2 separate regions of the Rattus norvegicus genome follow, and region 1 is linked to region 2. A link is a contact called in public Hi-C data. All regions are on one chromosome and are shown on one strand. The core of a region is the stretch at or near the end of the contact, and the rest is flanking DNA. Distances in the headings are between cores, read along the strand shown.

The links. A called contact is a pair of places that touch in the nucleus more often than the background predicts.
Region 1: a contact with region 2 is called in a Hi-C map of the Rat2 cell line, with 2.0 times the contacts expected there. The contact joins two enhancer-like sites. A contact is called at or near these places in 2 of 12 Hi-C or Micro-C datasets (the Rat2 cell line and mammary epithelial cells).

The regions. Positions count from the first base shown.
Region 1 is chr13:66,344,984-66,349,404 of GRCr8, reverse strand. It overlaps Niban1 (niban apoptosis regulator 1), which reads right to left. Exons shown (of 14, transcript NM_022242.2): 6 at 3,734-3,849. Among named protein-coding and RNA genes, the nearest start is that of Edem3, 62 kb to the left of the region's middle. Within about 2 kb of position 2,459, at least 6 of the 93 cell types and tissues checked have an H3K27ac peak or open chromatin away from gene starts, as enhancers often do.
Region 2 is chr13:66,305,294-66,310,031 of GRCr8, reverse strand. The region is part of intron 5 of Niban1 (niban apoptosis regulator 1); the gene reads right to left. Among named protein-coding and RNA genes, the nearest start is that of Niban1, 83 kb to the right of the region's middle. Within about 2 kb of position 2,046, at least 36 of the 93 cell types and tissues checked have an H3K27ac peak or open chromatin away from gene starts, as enhancers often do.

The sequences.
Region 1 (4,421 bases), core at 1,210-3,709, 39 kb before region 2:
TAATAGTGAGATAAATTAGCACCAAATACTATGAAACAACACAACACCTGTGGGCTAAGCAGAATTTAGGGGACATAGAAACTTTCAGAGTGCTCTGTGGGAATGTTCCCAAATCTATCCTAAAACTTTGTGCTGATCAATGCTCCTGTTCCCTTTCATCTGAGCAGTACTCCACACGTCCACCACAACGCCCCCCACCCTTCCTTCTCTGCTCTCTGCCCTGACATGGGCCACTCTCACTCACTCAACCTGGAGTCTTCTCAGGACCACAGCTCAGCAGCAACAGCAGGCTGCAGACTGAGGGCGCTGTTGAGAATGGCAGCGGGCAGCAGAGCAGGCCATCACTAGAGACATTTGGTCTGTGAAGCCGAAATAATATTTATCCAAAACAGCTGACCACCTCCTCCTCATAAAAGTTCAGATTACGCTTTGGGCAGTAAGGACTTTCTCACTGAGCTCACTGCTCAGACACAAGCCCTTGGAAACCTTCACAAGCTCACTGGCCTTGGCCTTTCTCTGGGGTTCCGTGGCAGGGTGCGATGCTCTAGCTGGACTGAACAGGAATGCTCTGAGGCTGGAAATGACAAGCAGGCTGGTCCCCTGGTCCCCTTCCCCTGGTCCCCTGGGCTCCTGGGAAGGGAGCTGTGAGGCTCAGTACAGCCTGAAGGGCTCCCATCTGCTGCCCTGTGGATCTACCTCAAGTGATTACGGTAACAGAGGCAAGACTTTCACAGGTCTTGAAAAGTCACTGAGGGACTTGTGTTTCCTTTCTGAGTCACTCTCTGTGGACCATTAAGAGATGATCTTATAAGATCACCATTTCCTGGGGATCTTATGAGAAGCTTGGCGTATGCAAACATATTGGAAATCAGTAAGTTCAGCCGTTGGATAAAGTGAATAATTAATGATCCCCAGGTCACATCCTGCCCAGGTGAGTGAGTTCTTGTTTGGAACCTATGCCCAAGACTTACCAAGTATGGCGTGAGGAGAGAGAGAGCGAAGAGGGATGGAGACGAAAGCAAAACACAATGGGGAATGCTGTCATGGATGAAAAGGCTTGAAGCCAAGGACCGCAGTTCTCTGCATTTGTCCCTCAGCAGAGATTGGATGGGTTTTGAGCATGAGTGTGAATCGATGTGAGAAGACCCAAATGTTATACACAAAGGCCAAAGAAAACCAACATTCCATCTGGGTGGGCTTACAGTTCGCCTCTGCTCTTTCCCACATGATGTTCCAAGAAATTTGCTTCTATTTTACAGTTCAGGGACTTGAGAATAAAATATGTCTGGGAAAAAAAGAAAGAGGGGGAAGAGAGGCTACAAGGGGGCTTGGGGGGAGAGGCCTGAGGCTGACAGAGCCTGGGGTACCATGCCATCTCACACCAACACCACCTTCCTCATTAACTAACTTCAGCTCCCTCCCATCCTGACACTGCTTTGTCTCTCTCCATCCACTCTGGTGTTACCTGCCCTGGTCCAGGCTAGCTCTCCATAAGCAAGAGAGAAGCCTGTGGCCTTTTGAGGGAAAGTAACTAATCAAATACATAAATATATTTGAACTGCTGGGAAGTGGAGATGAACATTTTATCACACACATAAGAAACCAAATATGCGGGTTGGGGATTTAGCTCAGTGGTAGAGCGCTTGCCTAGCAAGCACAAGGCCCTGGGTTCAGTCCCCAGCTCAGAAAAAAAAAAAAAAGAAAAAGAAACCAAATATGCTATCAGTTTGATCAAAATGAACAAAGCAAGCAGGGTATGGTGTTGTATGCCTTATTAACGACTAAGGAAACTAAGGGAGGTAGGACAAGAGCTTGAGGCTAGCCTGAGCTACACGCCCAGACCCTGGTCCCCAAAACAACAGAACTCAAATCAACGGAGCACGCCCGCTAAGGTCCCACCGAGAACACCCACTGAGGTCCCACCGCTATGCCCCAAGGGCACACACTGTGCTTCCTCTCAGACTGGGAGTTGTAAGAAGGTATAAGGCTGAGGAAGAATGCCCCTCCCAAAGGCAGACCCCCATGTCTGACTGGACCCTTGGCCCCAGGTCCCTTGGTTACTGAAGCACTGAAGTTGAGTGTATCCATTTAAAGGGCTGCATTCAAGATGTTTTGAATGAAGACAAGTCTAGAAGGAATAGACAAGCCCTCAAACGTGGGAACTTTTCTGGTCTTAGAACCAAGCAGCATGAATGGTTCTCACCCACCTGGCTAATTTAAAGGCAAATAAACACACCCTTTATCTGCAGCTACTTGACGTTTTTGGCAGATTGTTTTTTCTCACGAGTTCATCTGATAGTGCTCGTAGCTCATATTGACAAGGAGGAAATGCATTGATGCTTTTACCAAGCACACAAATATTTTTCACCTTAACAGCCTGTCAGGAAAGTTATTCCGAGACACTGCTCTGCCTGGACCTCTGCCTAAAATAACCATCACCATGAAGGCCTGCCATACTTGTGTGAGTCATCACTACTAAGAGAGCGATATAAAAAGAGTCATTCAGCTCTTTTGCACTTTATGTAGCACTTAGCACGTGTTAGCCTAAAGGACACACACACACACACACACACACACACACACACACACACACACACACACAGAAACACTCCACCCCAGAAAAGATCTACTAAATTTTTTGTTTTCAGCATAAAGAAATGTGAACTAATATACAATTAAGACTTTAAGTGAGAGGTTGGGGATTTAGCTCAGTGGTAGAGCACTTGCCTAGCAAGCACAAGGCCCTGGGTTCGGTCCCCAGCTCCGAAAAAAGAAAAAAAAAAGACTTTAAGTGAGGGACTGGAGCGATGGCTCAGTGGTTAAGAGCACTGGCTGTTCTTCAAGAGGATCATAGTTCAATTCCCAGCACCCACAGGGCAGCACACAATTGTCAGTAACTCCAGGTCCAGGGATCCAACACTCTCACACAGACACACATGCAGGCAAAACACCAATACATACAAAAGTAAATTTAAAAAAATAAAGATTTTAAGCGAAGGAAAATATGAAGCAAGTGGCTTAGGCAGAAGATGAAAAAAGTTACTGAGTGCAGAAGTCACTTAGCTGCTCTGTGCCTCCCAGTTCCCTCATACAAACTGCCCCTCCCCGTCTGTAAGACAGCCAAGACACACTTAAGATTTGAACATTACAAAGTACCACACAAGAACATTTTAATACAGGTCTCTGTGCTAAATATCTGCTAAGTATTAACTGTGCTGTCTATTTGCTGGGCCAGGCGGAATCAAATGCTTCCGTTTCTTACGCTTTTGGGTTTTTTTTGGTGCTTAAAAGTATTGTAAATATTTCAACTTCTCAACGTTTTAAATGGATACACTTCTGCAAAATATGGGACACTAAGAACTGTTTGAAATTCTGAAGTGTTCTTGGGTCGGGACTACATGTGTGGATGTGTTAAAACAAACATACTCAACATGGACGCCTTTGGCTCATACTCCAGAACACCAAAGCCACGTTCATCATTGTGAGCAAACTTCTGCTTTTTCAGAGTTAGCAACTTAACAGGAGCATTGTGGGCTGCCCTACCGAAGAAGGCCAGGTCTGGTGGTCTTCATGGGTACCCCACTGCTCACTGACTGATGCTTTTAGACGGCTCAGGGAAACGCCTCGGAAACCCCGGCTTCTATTCGTGCAACTTCCTGTGGACTGTTCGTTGAATGGTCCTGACCACCACCACACAGGTAGAGAGGAACCATAACTCCGAGCCCCACAGTACCTGGACTTCATCTCCAGTAATCACTTCCCAGGCGCCGTAGTGACCCTTCTCCTGCCGGAAGAACTGCACAGCTTCCAAAAAGGCTTGGGCTTCGAATGTGGTCTGCTTCATGTAATCTAAGAGAAAGGAAAGGCGCATTTAATGAAAACAGATGTTATTTTGCATCCTTCTGTGGTTCAAGTATGACGGGCCAAGAAGTAACATTCTCTGCTACGAGGCATGGAAAGTACGAGAACACAGGACACTCATCAGGCAGTCCAGCAGGAGTTCATTTGGAAGTGTCCACCATACTGCTTACTCTCCCTACAAGCTGACAATTCCTTCACTTACTAAGCCAAGTGGTGAGGACCACCCGACCTCCCCTCCTCTCTCCCAGCCTCACCTCAAATGCTGTCCCTGGGCATCCGGTGACTTCATACCACCAGTAAGAAGCCTCTCATATAAGGCATCTGAAGTGAGGCATCTGAGCCCAAACTGAAGTCCGGTTTCCTTGTGAGCTGATGTCAGCCCTTTCGGTCTACATAGTCTGCAAATGTATGCATATGAAAACGGCACTAACTGGCACACAGCAAGATGCCACTGACTTACACACATCACCCATTTCACTGAGAACTGACAGAAATCACCTCACGGCCTGAGGTCACACCGAGAGTGAGTGGAGGGTCCCACTGAGATCTAACTGGGTAGG
Region 2 (4,738 bases), core at 797-3,296:
TGATTGGTGCCCAGACCAGACAGTCTCTCGAGCAATAAACTTGCCCTGTAGGTATCTCTAGACTGTGCGTAGACATTAAGTCAGTGAAAATAAACCCGAGATGTGCACCAAGAGTGCTGGAAAATGTAAAACACCATGCCGAAATAAACACAGCAAAGGGATTGGCTGCATCTCATTTGAATTGTAAAGTCTTTTTCTGTTCTGAAATCCAATTTAACTCAGCAACGTGTATTGAACACCTAAAAATGTGAAATGTCAAAATCAAATCTAATAAAAGAGTTTGATTTCACAGGGGAGTTCTAGATAAGAGCTTGGGGCATACAACACTGACAAAGGAAGCAAATCTAAAATGCAGTTGCTTTATAACGTCACATTCAGCCTGGCTCGACCACCACCAAAGCCCTTGGAGGTCACAAGGGTGGCCTGAGTTATATCATTGTGTTCTCTTAGCCTAAATCCTCTGGGTTCTTCTGGGTGTTTTCAACCCATTGCCCTCATATTTCCCAGATATTCTACAGTCCCCTCTCCCTGAGTATTCCCGATGATGTGAATAAACACAGGCACTTTGCTTAGTGGAGGTCCTGGCTGTCCTCCAGGTCAATGCAGCATCCTTCGGGCTAGCACAGCACTGTTGAAGGAAGCTGCCAGCATTCACATCTATTACCGAATCACCACCCATGCAGTGTCTACTCCATGGTGTTTATTCCATGTTCTCTTTTCTCCCCAAATAATTCAGGGCAAGAATGATGCCTCTCTAATGATGACTTTTGTCATTAATTCATGCCCTTGCCTGGTGCAGCCTACAGCCAACTGTTGTTTCCTGCCCAAACTTCCTGTGACCTCCTGGCACCACAAAATGTTAGCCTCCCACCTATGCCACTTGTGCTGCAGTCACCTTGACCCCCTTGATAGTTAGCAAGGATCCTGTCACTTACGGGCTTACAATTCTTGGGGGGAGGTCCACATTCTTAATCTATAATATAAAGCCCCTTTCCAGCTGGATCCAGTCTATCTCGTCATCCTCCCTCATTTCCTCTTGTTCATCCATGCTCTCTAGCTCACAGAATTCCTTCAGTTCCTCTAGTGGTCCATAATCTGTGTTGCTACTCAGCTCGCAATTATCCTATCCATCCTGCCAGGAACATGGCCCCTCTCTCCTGCATCTCCAGAGTTGGAGAAGCAGGTACACACTAACAATGACCATCATCCACACAGCCTGTGTTTAGCTCTGTGTTTGTGAAGGAGCATGGTACTGAGTCTTGGAGAAGAAAGCTGCCTCCACACATCTTGGAAATACAAATCTCACCCTGTGGCACCCCCCGTGGTCAGGGACTGCAGTGCGGAATCTGCAGCAGCTACTGTACACAAACGCCATGCCGTAACTGAGTTGGAATGGGATGTCCTGTAAAGATTAATTTTGTGAGATCATCTTGTATCCACGTACTCTGAGCTCCTTGGTAAAACGAAGGAACACAGATCCTCCAACTGTCCTCACCTGTCATCTGACAGCCATAGTATACAAGAGCGTGTAGATGGGACCTTTGTCAAAGTTAAATATACGTGCCTCTTAGATGCAACAGAAGTGCATCTGGATTTGGAATTCATGGATATGAATATCTAGAGTGATTTGGATCCAACATTTCTGGGACAAGTGGGCTAAGCTGAGCACTGGAACACATCTCAAGAAGCTGCTGTGGGGTCAACAGCAGCTGACTTCACTCAAATATCTAGGACCCAGTTCTCAGTAGAGCTGTGTGGTGGCCTTAGAGTCAATGGAGCAATGACAACAGCAAACAGTCCTGCTCCGAGGCTCAGGCCCTGGTCACAGGCAGTGTTTTATAGCCCCTGGGAACAACTCTGGCAAATACAGTGAACTGGCAGCTTGAGAAAACCTCTTAATGGTTTATTCAAGACTACACAATGAATAATAGGTAGGGACTTGGGACAGAAAAAGTGATTCAGTAAAAACAGTGGTACATTGTGCCATCAAACACAAGGGGAAAAATCAGGGGATGGGGCAAGATGGGAAAGCCCCATGATCTCATTGGCCTGCAACAACTGAGGATTGCTCTTTGTCGTGCTATGATGGCCTATGCCCAGTTGTCAGCGCAGAGACCCAGTGGGGAACAAATGGTCTTTGGTTCGAAGAATATGCCACAGACCAGAAATATAACTAGGCTTCATTGTCTTCATGCCTTGACAACATCCTAGAGAGCAGAGCTGGGATCTGATTGACTCAGACCTTCCATAAATGGTGTCTAAATGCAGGCTCCACACCATCCAAAACTCCCCAGAGAAACTCCTATTATGTACAAGGAATGGGGAATGTAGCAAGTCCCTTTTGACTCGGCAGAACACATTCTCTGCTCAGTGAAACTTTGTATTTCCTGCGTTCTGGGCCAGCTGTGTGTTCTCACTAGACCAAGACCCAAGAGGTTCTAAGTATATTGAAAACTGAGCTAGTGCCCGGCAAGAATCTGACTCTAAAATATTAAAGACACAGGCACAATACTAATAAGGGAATCGTTTTCATAAGGCTCTAGTTAAGAGCCCATATTATATTACTTGGAGTTGCTGTAGCAAAATGGAGTTATGACTTTTTTTTATTAGCCTCTATTGACACATGCATTAAAGTCAAGAATTAGGATCTGGCAAGGCGGTTCACCCAGTAAGGACACTTGCTACCAACCCTTACAAAATGAGTTTAAGCCCTAAAACCAGAATGATAGCCAGAAAGAACAGACTCCTCAAATTACCATCGGATCTCCACATGTATGCCATGATACATGCACATACATGTACACAGATATATATACATGCATGCATGCATGCATACACACACATATACACATACACACATACAAACACATACAAACAAACATACATACATATACACACATATATACAAATACACATGAACATACATATATACATACAAACATACATGCATGCATACATACATATACACACATACATATGAACATACATACATGCATACATACGTATGTACAAACCAACCAAGAACTGCTGAGATGCAGCACCAGTGGCTGTCACTCAGTGGCACTGATAGACATCGCCAAACATGAAAATTCCTGTATATTAAAATTAGCTGTAGTGTGCGTGGTGGGGGCACTTTTGACTGTGACTCAGCTCAGGAAATCTCTCCTGCAAAACAGACTTAAAATTCTGTACAAGCCTGAGGTATTGCTCAGGACTGGACAAAGTGCTTACTTAGTGTGTCCTCAGCCCCACACCCATGCAGATGTTCTTTGCCTTACAGTGGGGTCCACTGTAAGTTGGAAATACATCTACTATAGCTGGGAGGTGGTGGTGCATACCTTTAACCCTAGCACAAGAGAGGCAGAGGTAGGTGAGTCCAAGGCCAGCCTGGTCTACAGCGTAAGTTGCAGACAGTAAAGTCTACACAGACTGTAGAGAGGCAGGGGCTTGGGGGGAGGGGGTGAGGAAAGAAAGGAAGAAAAGAAAGAAATGCATGCAATGCATCTCACCTACCTCACAGCTTAGCCTAGCACAGCTTAGCCAGGTACAGCTTAGCCTGGCCTGCCTTAACCATGTTCAACGACTTACCTAAGCCTACAGCTAAGTATAATCATCTGCTCAAAGATGATGTGACAATAAAGTGCCACCTTCCTCCTGTACAGGGACAGGTGGGTGTCTCATGGACCGGTTGGCTGCAAAACCACAAAACGCAATGTCCAAAATGCTCCAGTGACACGGCCGAGAGAGCTCTTGTCAGCCTCGAGACAGAGAGCATCACAGTGCACAGGGCCAGCCAGCCATGACGGGTACGGCTCTTGCACCATCGTGATCCGGGAAATCGTAAGTTAAGCTGTGTCAGAGCTGGGATCATCCGGACATGCGTCTTCACTTGGCTGGGATTTCTAGTTACTCTTTAACACATTAACTTTGCTAGCCATCGATTAGGATGTGTGGGTGAGCTTGTTCTTCCGTCCGTTTGCATTTAGACTCCCAAGGGAAGACGTTGCAGGCTTCATTACTCCACACCCATACGGGGCTGGCACACACTAAGCCCCTCTGTGACATTCGACTGCTTGCCTTTCCAACCGCCAAGGAACACAGTTCAGCGTTCTGCAAGCCCATTCACACATGCAGCCTACATTCATATAGAAGTGTCAAAAAAATGACACATTGGAATGAAAAATCCTCTTTAAAATTTTATTTACAGATAGATAAGTAAATCCAGACCTAAAAGCAAAATAATGCTGTCTAGTGTGCCAGGTGACATCGCTTGGAAATCCCACCCCCTGCCAATTATAGTGAATTAGACTGTCTGAGGGCAGTGCCCAAGCTCCTGGGTTTTAGTTAAGCTTTAAATGTTGTTTTCTTTTAAATTATGTGCATGTGTCTGTGTGTGGGTCTGTGCGCATGCCTGCGGGTGTCCACAGAGGTCCCAGAGGAGGGTCTCTGACCTTTCTGGAGCTGGAGTAACAGGAGTTGTGAGCTTCCCAACCTGGGTTGTAGGACTGAACTCCTTGGTGAGAGTAGGAAGCACCCATCATCACTGAGCTGTCTCCCCAGCTTTTGATCAGGTTTCCCCTGGGATCCTTACATCCCTTCAAGCTTTAAGAACTGCCTCTGTGGTCTGGGCAAGTCCTCCTAAGGGCTCTGTGTTATAGGCTTGGTCCCCATCTTTGTACTTATAATAGAATCTTTGAAATATGCAGCATGGCCAGGGGTCTTGAAGGCCATTGAGAAC